Linked DNA regions of Sus scrofa: regions 2 and 3 are each linked to region 1. The links are chromatin contacts, called in public Hi-C maps. All regions are on one chromosome and are shown on one strand. Each heading gives the region's core, a stretch centred on a gene start, on an enhancer-like site or on the middle of the called end of the contact. The rest is flanking DNA. Distances are from core to core; before and after follow the strand shown.

The links. A called contact is a pair of places that touch in the nucleus more often than the background predicts.
Region 2: a Hi-C map of liver shows a contact between it and region 1, with 2.0 times the contacts expected there. The contact joins the enhancer-like site here to the promoter of NR2F2 in region 1. A contact is called at or near these places in 8 of 47 Hi-C or Micro-C datasets (embryonic fibroblasts, fetal heart ventricle, fetal liver and 5 more) and 1 of 2 datasets of contacts at active chromatin or transcription factors (skeletal muscle).
Region 3: a Hi-C map of liver shows a contact between it and region 1, with 4 times the contacts expected there. The contact joins the enhancer-like site here to the promoter of NR2F2 in region 1. A contact is called at or near these places in 1 of 5 promoter capture datasets (liver) and 8 of 47 Hi-C or Micro-C datasets (embryonic fibroblasts, fetal heart ventricle, fetal liver and 3 more).

What each region holds. Positions count from the first base shown.
Region 1 is chr7:83,088,557-83,092,592 of Sscrofa11.1, reverse strand. It overlaps NR2F2 (nuclear receptor subfamily 2 group F member 2), which reads left to right and starts at 2,343. Exons shown (of 3, transcript NM_001190253.1): 1 at 2,343-2,648. The coding sequence starts at 2,606. LOC102160410 (atherin-like) reads right to left here. Exons shown (of 4, transcript XM_021099351.1): 1 at 3,254-4,036.
Region 2 is chr7:83,245,727-83,249,762 of Sscrofa11.1, reverse strand. No RefSeq gene overlaps it. Among named protein-coding and RNA genes, the nearest start is that of NR2F2, 160 kb to the right of the region's middle. Within about 2 kb of position 2,067, at least 9 of the 83 cell types and tissues checked have an H3K27ac peak or open chromatin away from gene starts, as enhancers often do. A contact at or near this core is called in liver, omental adipose tissue and skeletal muscle, where this site is marked.
Region 3 is chr7:83,225,513-83,229,548 of Sscrofa11.1, reverse strand. No RefSeq gene overlaps it. Among named protein-coding and RNA genes, the nearest start is that of NR2F2, 140 kb to the right of the region's middle. Within about 2 kb of position 2,073, at least 13 of the 83 cell types and tissues checked have an H3K27ac peak or open chromatin away from gene starts, as enhancers often do. A contact at or near this core is called in liver and omental adipose tissue, where this site is marked.

The DNA of each region.
Region 1 (4,036 bases), core at 1,094-3,593:
ATCTACAGACTATATCTTTATACTAATGCATACTTAATTGGTCTGTCTTGACTGTCCATATAAAACAATTTAATTAGGGTGCTTTCTTGCTTTGGAGAGCAAAGAAAAAAATCTGCCCAGTGCTTATTGTATTTAGCACCAATACAGGCAGAAAATGTAGCACAAGTTTTTGGTTGAAAGAGCACCTCTGTGCCCATTGAAGGGCGTTGATCCGAAAAGACAGAAAGGACAAGTAAAATCGATTTGAAGCGACCCTCTCTGTCCCTTTCACACCATTCAGAAACTCCATTCCTTCTAAGACAAAGACCAGCGCCTTGGGAATTCTCAGGGGAAAAGAGGACTCCAGTCCCACAAGCCTAAGGCACTTTTAAAAAATCCTCGATATTGCACTTAAAACCTGCTCTTGGTTCCGTGTCCCCCGCATGCAGGTTTCACCAAAGGCACCCCCTCCGAAGCGTCAGTCAGTATGACTGACATCCCCCTTCTCTTCCTCTCCCTCGGCCTTCTGGCCTGACCAGACCAGCCTTTTAGGGTTAGTGCAGCCCTCACCTTTGACCCTCAAGATCGAAGTGGCTGCTACACTGCAGAGTGCAGAACTACAACGCAGGCCAAAGTTAAAACAAAACAAAACAGAAAAATATTTCTCTACTCCCAAAGCCAGGGAAATCAATTCTGGTTCAGCTGTCTGAGGCACCTTACCCAATAACACCTGCACCCTTAACTTTCCTTTTTTTTTTTTTTTTTTTTTTCTTCTTTTGCAATGAACTGCCCTAGCCACTCTAAAGGAGGGGACTTGGGTTGTCAGGGCTGCATTGCTGGGTTGTAGTGCCTTGTCCTCCATTAGGAACCTGAACGCCAGGTTATCCGATGGGCACCCTGGCTGGGGAAGGCGGTCATCGATCAGACCCGGCAGGAGAGGGAGGGAGAGGAGAAGAGAGGAGGGCCAGGAAGGGGAGGGGAGAGGCTGGGCTGTGCTCACCTTCACCTGCCCTGAGCCTGGCCCCCCTGTTCAGCCATCCCTCGACCTTCTGCTGGGGTTAAAAGGGGCGGGGGCGAAAGGGAGGGGGCACCCCCAGTTACACAAGTGGCCTCCTTCTATAAGAGAATGAGTTCATCACCTCCCCAGAGGAGCCTCACCATCCATCCACTCAGTGTAACTGATGAGACAAACCGCAAGGAAAAACTTCTGTAGCCCATATTTATGGTATTAATGAATAGTTAAAAAAGATTTACACTTCTTATGATCAATATTCTGAGTTATTTCCCTCAAAGTATATAATTACAGTGTCTTCAGAGTTTTCATCATTGTTTGAGGTGGCAAAACCATTTGTAATTTTCATTAGCCAGTAAACATGTAATTAACATTCAGCACTGTGTTTAACTTAATTCCTGTTTAAGACAAGGACAAGAAGCAGCCGAGGAGCGTTAGTTCCATTTGTCAAGTCTGACATACATCTTACCATAACAGTTTCCTAAAATAAAAGATCCGTGTTTCCCCATTATTCTTCTCTTAAAACAAAACAAAACAAAAAAAATCCATTAGTTAAAACTGTATTAAACTGCGAGGGGCAGAATAGTTTATTCTCAATTTTTGCTAGTTACTGTATTCCTGCTTCCATTCTTCATTTTGGGAGGTGGATGAAGAGAGAGGATAAAGTAAGCATTCATTATCTGAAGACATGGAATGGGGAACCCCTCCCCCCAAAAAGAAATAGGTTTCCTCTTCAGGAAAGTTCTAGAAGAGGGACTGGGAAAGGGGGGGCATGAATCTGTAGGGGAGAGGGAAAAATCATTTGGTGGTGAGGGGGTACCTGAGTTAAAAGTAGAAAATGAGGATTCCAATGGGTTCCTAGGAAAAATGTTGCCCTCCTGTTTCAAGTTCTATCTTTGATCCAGGGTGAGGGGAGCCTGCCTGCCAGTCTGTTAGGCTGCTGTTCCCCCCCCTCCTCTCCCACCTCTGTTTTTTTCCAACTTGCTTTAGGATTAGCCTCCATCCCTCTCGACCCCAAACAGTGGAATTTGGCTGTGCCTTGGGTCGTCTTTGCTCTGCAATATCGCCTATAGTTGTTGGCGGTTTTCTGCTGAGGCTGAGCGGTTTGCTCCAGCCTCCGACTAAACTCATTAAGTTGGGAGATTTTTTTCAATTGGACGGGTGTTTTTAAAGTCTCGTCTTTCCAGCCCCAAACAAGGTGTAACAACGCACTCTTCCTTCTAAGGAATGAGATGAGAGACAAGGATCACTCCAGACATCTCCTACCTACGGTTTGGGGTTTTTTTTCTTAAAGGCGAGGCTTGCATTCCTCAGCAGCTATGTACAAAGCTCCCTGAAACCTCGTCTCTCTAAAGTTACTGTGCTGGGCTTTCCAAGGCTGAGAGCGCCTAATACATGGGGAAGCACTTCCTTGAGGTGGAAGATCTCTCCCTTCACCTTTCCTCTTTTTCCCTGCAGGCTAGTGCCTACTTTTTATCAGTTTGCACAATCGCTTAGATAAACACCGAGGAGGAGATTCTCTTTAATTATCAAAGACACATCTTTTCAGGGGGCCAACAAAGCGTTTATTTCACCCGCCAAACTAAAGGAGAGTTATTCCAGTTTAGAAGGAAGATGCAAGCGGTTTGGGACCTTGAACAAGGCAAATATGGTTTTGGTATGTTTACTTACAGTATTTTTTTTCTCTCTCTCTCTCCTTTCTCACTTTTCTCCTTGTGCTGTGTGGGGTTGGGGATGACTTGGGGTTTTTCAAAAAATCGGATTGCTAACATGTATGAAATGCCTAGCATTGTGGTTTAAGGGGTTCGGGGAAGGGGGGGACAGTCAATTCAATGCATTGCCATATTTTATTACATGTGTGTGGTAGGAGAGTGGTGGAGGGGGGAAGAGGGGAAAAATACAATTGCAAAGCTGCCAAAATATGATTAAACCGAAGCGTAAAGACCGCCGTGCCTCCCATCTCCTCGTCCTGTCTCCTCAAACTCATTTCCTTCGATAGAGCAAACTAAAAAACAGTCCTATAAGCGTGTTTTTCCAAGCAATAGACGACTCGGTTTTCTATCAAAGGAGCTGCTAGGCTCGCACTAAGTGTCAGAATTTACTGTTCGATTTGCCTCTGCGCTGCATTTTGCAACCTTGTGCAACTGACATCCAGCCAGGCAGGGAGAGAGAAAAGCTCTGCCCGGCGCCCTCGGCCGCGGCTCGGGGGAGGCGAGCGCTCGGTTAAGCTAGGAGGAGAATCGCAACGAGAAGGGTACTCACCATCGGGCGGGGTGGTGGAGCTGGCGTGCGGATTTCAGGCAAACGTGTACCTTTTTGCTGTCTATTACAACCGCTTCGGGCTGACTTAAGCAATTCTGTGCTCTGTCCAGAACGTTCAAGGAACGGTTCCTCATTTTTAAAAAGCCAGCGAGAGAGACGACAGAGACAGAGAAAGAAAAAAAGAGAGGAGGGGGTGAGGGGGACGCACATAAACCCAGTTCAGGAAAAAAAAAAAAAAAAAATCATCACCTCTCCGCCAAGTGACTCGGGAAACGCAGAGGTGGCGAGATCCGAGTCCGGTCCAACCAAGCCAGGGCCAATTAATTTTAAATCCTGAAGAATTATTCAGATTAAAATGTACAGAAGTTTCATTCTGCTATGCCTACGTGAGCCCAAAGTCGTTTCCCTTTAAGAGCTCTTTTCTTTTAAAGTTGAATTTTAGGCAGCGAGGACTCTTACACTAGGGGGCAGACAGATACTGTACTTGCTCCAATCTTAAGCAATTTTTTCCCTCCCAGCATATGCTCTGATTTAGCACTGTAAATTTTTCAGAGGACCCAACTCTGACAGCCCCTGGTGATTTTCAAAGTACCACAAGCCAGTGGTTAAAAATTGCATTGACTTGGAAGTTCAGAGAGACACAATGGAAGCCCCTTTCCCTATTCACGGAGCTCCAGTGTGGTGGAAGAGAAAAACACACACGGACTAGATTGAGGGGAAGGAGGGATTCAATGAATCCTGGTGGACAGAACTGGTTTCTACTGAGTTCAGAGTTAAACTCAC
Region 2 (4,036 bases), core at 818-3,317, 160 kb before region 1:
ACTTTTTCGGATTCTTTTCCCTTAGAGTTTATCACAAAAATAATGAGTATAGTTCCCTGTGCTACACAGTAGGTTGTTGCTGGTTACCTATTTTATATACAGTAGACATTTTAAAAATGAGGGAAATTTCTGACCTAAAGGCAAGTACAACAGAGCTTAACATGTATGTACATGTTAAGATTATATCCCCTATATAATTCCTTAACATGTTGCTGTGAGCTGGCCTCATTGTTACCAAGAGTCTTGACTCAGTCCTTTTAACTGCTCTGGAGTATTCCAAATCACAGTATATTTATCCATTCCCTTGTGATGGACATTTAGATTGCTTCCAAGTTTTTACTGCTGCAAACAATGGATTTAATGAACGTTACTTATACTTGGTTCCTTGAGTACACAAGCAAATGTTTCTCTGATGCAGCAACCTTAAATCACCATCTTTTTTCAGCAGACATTCCGTCTTCCTCCATTCCCTCCTCCTCCACCAAGACAAAAATAAACACCACTGAGAGGATGCTGCTTGGGCTCTTTGACACCCAGGTCTGACACACAGGTCAAACCGAGTGCAGTTATTAAGGACCACTTGTTACCACCAAACAGAGCAGTTCCAAGAAGAGAGGTCACCGCCCTCCAATCTTTGACTTCCATCCTGAGTTGAAGATGACCCTTCAGGAAAACATGCGGTGAAAAGTGGTTTTGCCCTCTGAGCCAACAGAAAATTGGCCTCTGAGGTGACTTGTAACGGGATTTTGTCAGCCGTGAGCAGAACTGCACGGGTTCCTACGAGGCATGGGATTCAGAGTCGTAATAGAAAACATTTATTTGGCTCCAACTAAACATCCTAACACATGTTAGCATTTGCTGCCAATATGCTTCCTAATTAAGAGCTACATAAAATCATAGGAAATCCTGTATCCTGTCTTCATGCACTTTTCATGTATCTCTTGTTCCCTGGCCTTATTTCTCAAGTATTGCTACCACACACCCACCCACACACACACACACAAAACAGGTTGATTCAAAAGTCTTGTTTTGCCAACCATGCAGTGTGGTGTCATTAACAAGATTAATGTACATTCCAAAACTCACCACCATGCCTTTTTTTTCATCCTAAAACAAATGCTGCTATTAAAAACTAATTTAAAAAGAAAAGAGCTAATAAGCACCCCCCCAATAAAAGAACAACCCCTTCATTGGTAAAGTGTTGCCTGTAACTGATATAAAACTTCAAAATGTTTTTTAAAAATATCTTCTCTCTTGGATTGTCTGGACTATTGACCATGTTGGTATATTTTATCATGTTGAACGGATTTCAAGATGAAGGACAGACTAGAGTCTGGTTTTCCTCTTGGGTCTTCCTTAAATTAATGCTAATTTCATCTGAAAATATTTAGAGATAGACCTGTAAATCCTAAGCCATCACTCTCCCATTATATGCAGTAGGCATAAGGTGATTACTGCACAGATAGAGATATGTATGATAACTCTAATTAAGGCTAGGATTTGTGTGAGTTACACTTAGAAACACTTGTTTTATCAGTTTGGATGTAGTCTTTGACCTTACATAGCCAAACTAATTGCTTCCTTTCCCTACCATAAGGCAGAAATTAAAAATCAAACAAAACAAAACAAAAAACAGAAGAAGAAGAAAAAAAAAGACCACTCCAGTCCATTATAAATTTCTCCCTCTAATTCTATTTTGTTTTCCCATACACTGAAATAGACTCTGAAATGGCACAAAAGAAATGAAGCCTGGGCCTGAAAAGTTATCTTTTTCCATAGGACACATTAATGATTTTCAGAATTAATTTTTTTTTTTTTCAAATGAAACGCACATGCTCTCATTGCCCCTTTCCTGAGATGGCTTTGCACTCGTCTTCGTCTTTTTCCCCCTTCCAAATCTATTTATTTCTTGTTGTTCTTGGCCCGTCCTCACTTTCCATTTTTCATGATTAGTTCTTTATGATCGTGTGTTTCCTTTTTCTCCCCGCCGTGGCTGCCGGCCAGTTCTCTTCCAGCACTTGAACTTCCCTTTGCTAATGAAACAAGAGCTGCCTCCCTCCCTGGCTTTTGCCATCCAGCTGTTTCCTTTTTAAAATATACACTCATCTTTATTCAGTGAAGTTCCTGGGCAAACCTGACTTCTTTCACAGAAGAGTTAATAATCACAGGAGGAACTAAAAAGGTTTTAGGAGAAAGGCATATCTGGGAAATTTTGAGAGTGGGTGGAAGGAGGATAAGTAGAAACTAAGTTTATTTTTGAAAGGTTCTGGGGGGAAAGAAAAAAAAAAGAACAAAGAACTGGGTCCATAATGTTTTATTCTTTGGGTGCTCTGGATGGCAAGTTGGTCCTGGAGGTCTCCCACACCTACACGGCATCTTAAAGTTCCCACTTCGCTTGCTTCACCTCTTGTGGCCACTTGAAAGTAGCCTAACCACGTCGGCAGACCTGAGTTGTATAGGATTAGGTGGTGAAAAGGTGCCAACTTGAGGTTCAGTCTGCCAAGTCAAGTCAATTTACTGTAATGCTTTGATTGTTCAACTTGGCTTTAATCCCTCTTCCATCTCCATCGTGCCCTTGACATCATGGAAATTACCACCCAAAGTTAATGTCATCAGATGAACCCCGCTAACTATTTCAGAGAAGGGTTCCTGAACAAAACAACCTGTTTACTTCATAAGCTTTCAGATCCACCCCCCCCCAAAATATTTCCAGAAAAATGAATAAGCCCAGAGGTATCCTCTTACAACTGGAGAGTGACTAATTCTTTTTTCTGTATTATAACTGATAAGACCTCATGTGACTGGAAATGAATACGTATTCTACCCAAGCATCAGTTGAGTATTTGTATGAAAGGCTTAATTGATTAGATAAAGAGGTTTATTAGATTAAGAGCTTTGAGTTTAAAAAAAAAAAAAAAGTCCTCTTTTAAAATCTGAGGAACTCTCCCTTCTCTAAAAATGTTTTTCCTGATATAAGATTTCCAAAGGAATAATTTTTCCAACAGAAATAGAAAAGAAACAAAAACATAAAGGGGTAAAAAAAAGCAAGAAGGAAACCAAAAAAAAAAAAAAGGATCACAAGAAAAAAATCGTAACAATGTGTGGTGGTGGATGTTAACCAGACTTATTGTGGTGATCATTCTGCAATATATACAAATATCTAATCATTATGTCATACACCTAAAATTAATACAACGCTTTTTGTCAATTATTTCTCAGTGAAAATGTACTACCATGTGAGATAATCTTATTTGGAAACAATTATCAGGTGAGATAAAAATTAGCATTTTCAGTGGAAAGAAATGCGATTATAATAACTTAATACAGTGTGGATCTTCACCAATTACAAGTACTTTCGTAGATAGATGGATAGATACTCACACTTGAACTTCACAGTAACCGCATAAGACAGGGAAAGTTAGGGTCTTTGATAACAAGCCTTGAAATTTTCCAGGACAAATATTTTCTTGGAACAAAGCTCAAATCTGAATTTGCATTCTGGATATGCACCCTGGAGGCTGTCTTCTATGGGGGTTTCTTAGAAGATTCTCCTGTCTTAGAAGGAAGAGAGCTTGAGGAGGAGGGCAGATCTTAGCTATCATATAGTTCATTCTCCCATCAACTCTGGTAAGAATAATTCCAGAATCTCCCAATAAGAGACATATCCATGTCCTGCCCTTACATGTGGTTTCAGACCTAATATTTATAAACCCAAGAATGGTCCTGTAAATACAAGTTCAACCAGAGGAGGAAGGCAGAACCACCTCAAGCCCAAAGCATGGGACTTGCTTGACTGTGATATTCACACCTGCCCCACCACGTCACCTGACATCTTGGCTCCAAGTTCTTCCTGACCCTGTTTCCTTTGCCTGTTTGAACCTTCCATACCCGCTGTGCTCTCTGCTTGCCTGCCTCCAGTGTTGTGACTCAGCACACCTCATCACACCTATGGTGACTTGCAGACACTATCCTGAGACAGATCCTGAAGGCTGGATTCCCTTTGTCCTTGTGGCCTTAAGGCCAGGAGCCCAGCAAA
Region 3 (4,036 bases), core at 824-3,323, 140 kb before region 1:
GGTTAAGGATCCAGTGTTGCCATGGCTGTGGCATAGGCTGGCAGCTCCAGCTGCAATTCAACTCCTAGCCTGGGAACCTCCATTTTTAAAAAGACAAAAAAAAAAAAAAAAAGGAGATGAAGATGGAATGGTTATAGGGCAGTCAAATGGTATTAAATCTCAGCATATGCAGTGCCCAGCCCACAGGAAGTTCTCAATGACATCTGCCCCTCACTGATCTGTGATGACCTGCCTTTTCTGCCTCAATCTCCTTTTCTGTCTTAGTTTCTTCCATTCTTCCATTCTCCCTGTCCTTCTGTCTCCCATCTTCCCCTGTCACCCCATGGGCAGTGGTAGCTGGCGCCCACAGCGTCCCCCCACCAACCCAGTGAAATCCCAGGGGGATGTTCAGACTTTGAAGCATCCATCCGGAAGGTCTGCTCCCCCTTCACCTCTTCTCTTGCTGGCTCCCCCCCTCCTCCAGATTCCTTTCTGGCATCCTCCCTGTGTTTTCACTGTCTTCCTGATTAGAGTGTATGTCAGAGTGGCAGGATAATTTACTGATATATTAATTTGTGTTTTTATCTTGGCATTTGCCGGCTCTCTGCTCCATAAAGGAAGCCAGGCCTTTCTGTGCCCCTGCCTCAGGGGAGGTTTGTGTTAAGAGGCCAAAGCCAAGACACCTGGCTTTTGTTTCCCCAAAGTTTTGGGAGGAGATAATGCCAGCCAGGAAGAAGAGAGAAGCTGGTGCCCGTTGAGAGCAGAGACAGGGGGGAAGAGGGAGGGGGAGAGAGAGCTTTTGATGGATGGGAAGGGAGTGAGGGCCAAGAGACCAGGCTGCCAGCAGGCCTTGGCTCCTACCCATGGTCACCCCCTAGGGAAGTGGCTGGGCCACAAAGCAAATGGATTTAAGGCATGTCTAGATAACTAGATCCTAAGCCCAAGCCACTGGGCTCAGCAAACATCCCACTGATCATTCCCTGCACCGGTGCTTTCATGGGCAGCAAAGCCACAGACGTGGTAAAGCCCATGCCTGCCAAGACAGCAGCAACCAGAGGAGACAAGGACAGGGACGGAGCAAAACAATACATCCTAACTCCTAATGTCTACGGCCCCACTCAGACTCTGGGCCAAGCATTATTCTAGGATCTTTACAAGCATAAGAACAGTTGCTCCCCAAGACAACCTTCTATTTCCACATACACAAAGAAGTAGGCACAGAGAAATCAAGCAACTTATTCAAGATCACATAGCTAGGACGTGGTGAAGTCAGGAGTCCAATTCACATGGAAATATAAAAAGGGGCCACCAGTTTCTTGCAGAATGTCTTGAACTACTGCATGAGCCAAACAATAACAACCCCCAAAGTGAAAACACCCAGCCCTGTGAGTACCAATGAGAGGGAAACTGATAACAGACCTGCTTCCTTTTCACTGAGGAGCCTCCTTCTAGTATGAGCAGCTCTGCCACCCCTGCTGAGTTATATTTCGATGATGGAAATACAGTCTTGATTCAGAAGAAGCAAAGGTGCATATGTTCAGAGTGTAAAGAGTCAAGCAGACGTGCCTGGAATTCCAGTTCTTCCCCTTCTATTTTGCCTGTTTCCTAACTTCCCTGTACTTGACTTGACCTTGCCAAGTCTGTTTTCTCAGCCATAAAACCAAGATAAAGGAATCACCTAGCTCAGCAGTTAGACTCAATGGATAATTGTGCAATAATTAGGAGTTATGATCGTCATGGTCATTGTCATTGTTATCCCAGTGGTCCATCCTACTTAGTCTTACTGCTACGCAGCTGCCTTGGGGAGGAGACACATGAGGTATCTTTCAGTGCAACATGGTAAGGGCTATAAATGGGGTAACCCCAGTGTCCCCTGGGGGCCCAGGGCAGGGGCCTCAAAGGAAACTGCAGGGTGGGAATGAGGGCAGGTTTCCTGCAGAAGTTAATGGCCCGAGTCTTTATAAACGATAGTAACCTCTGCCTCACAGTGGGACGGGATCTAGGATCCTCCCCACGCCCCCTTCCAGCCCTTATGAAAGGCTCATGGCCAGAGCACACCCCTGACATGGCTCCAGCAGTTAATTTGAGTGTTTTGAGCAATGTAGAACTTGCATCATACTGGGCCATGGACCAAGCCAGCAGAGGAGAAGCCAAGACAGTTCAGAGCTGCTGGCGCATTCCATAAACCCAAGTTTCCAGGGCTGCCTTGAATAAGATGTGTGAAGGAACATTCTTCATGTGTCAATAAAGCTCATTGACCATGTGACATAAAGAGGAAATGTAAATGTGGGATCCCGATTGGCACAGTTCAAAGCCTCTGACTTTGATACCCAGATATAGCTCTGCAAGCTATTAAGAGTACTACGCTTCCAAAATCCAGAGGTTGTGAAGGAATGCCTGCTTTGCACATCAGAGGGAAAAATAGAGCCGTAAAGAGTGGTCTTGGGAAAATACGCTGCTTGGTTCCCACAGCCAAATATACACATTCAGTGAGATCAAGAATCAACTCAACCGTTCTACTTAGCTATAATTTCAAATTCCCCTAATAGACATTCAGTGTCCAAAGAAAATGATGTGGTTTTTTACCACTTTTCCCCCTTAGAAGCACAGGGCTGACGTGAAATTGTGATGCTAGCCTTACCTTTGAATTGCTTCTCAGCTCGTGTTGTTGTAAACTTAGCATAAAAACCTGTTCTCTGTGTTTCCTTGGAAAGCCTGTGCTCTGTGGCTGGCGCAATGATCGAGTCCACTTGTCTATTCTAAGACACCAGAGGATCTCGCTAAGTCAGAACACCCCACATCTCGCCCATAGAACTATTTATTACCAAACTCAGTGGGAAAGACAAGCTGAGCTATCATTTAGCCAAGAAAACCTGAGCGGCATTTATGTGCATGAAGTAGAGCCTGGCCGTCCATACAGAAACAGGGCTGGGAGCAAATGCATCACACAGTCCAGGCAAATCCCCTCAGCACCACAGCACTGGAGCCAAATGAGTGCGTGGTCCAAGGCTCCAGAACGCTTGTCTTCTCCCCAGCCCCCATCCCAACCCTCAAAGATTACGAATACAATCGCTTGTGACAGATTGCTCCCCCGTCTTCCGCCTTAAATTCTATATGATAAATTCAACACGAAGTGACAGTCACAGCAAGTGTTCAGGGCTGTATCTAAAAAAACTAATTTTACTGAAGTTGGAACTCAATGAACGAGAAAATGTGAATGTACACCTAGGGCATATCTCAAAACTTTAATCTCTATGAATGCCATAATGGTTATTTATGGCCAGGATGATATTAATATTTTAAAATATTTCAATAAAGAAGCGCCGTGAGACTTTAAAATTGTATTATGCAAAGATAATAATCTTTCAATGGGTGCTTCCCTGTGCTGGTATGTTAATGGAGCAAAGAAAAGAAAAACGGCTGCTTTTGTCATCTGAGCAGCGGCTATAGCAAGACGATCCCGTGCTTCATTTCTAAGGAATAGCTCTTCTTCTTTTTTTTTTTTTTATTATTTGGGGGTGAAAAAAATGTCTTGAGCTGCTATTGTCTGTTTAAATTAGGTAAATGCAATTAAGACGAGTCAAATATACACAGGCTCCAATGATGGGTAAAATTAAGGTCACCAGTTGCAGCCCTAATCCAGCTGCATTGCTTAATCTGGGCTTTAGCCATTACAAGTGAGCAGAATGGTAATGTCTTGCTAGTTTGGGGGTTAATGTAGACTGACTGGGTAACTAGAAATAAATCCTGCAGGCTTGCTCCAACCAGCAAGTGCTTAACACTGACATTTTAAAAAAGGAAAATTGGGTTCCATTCCCCAGGACTGGTCCTTGCTTTTCCCTCTACCTAAGCGCAGAAGCAAAAGAACTCTTTTTCCTGGCCATTTTTTTTGTTTGTTTCCCTCCAGAGGAGTCTTGCGTTTGCCATTTGTGTATTTCTCTTGCTCATTCCAAAACTGAAAGTTCTGCGTCTTAATCCTCTTAAAACAAGAGCGCTTGTCTTTCTTTTCATATGCATACAAATTATATTTGTGCTGCCTGATATTGTTACTTTGTGA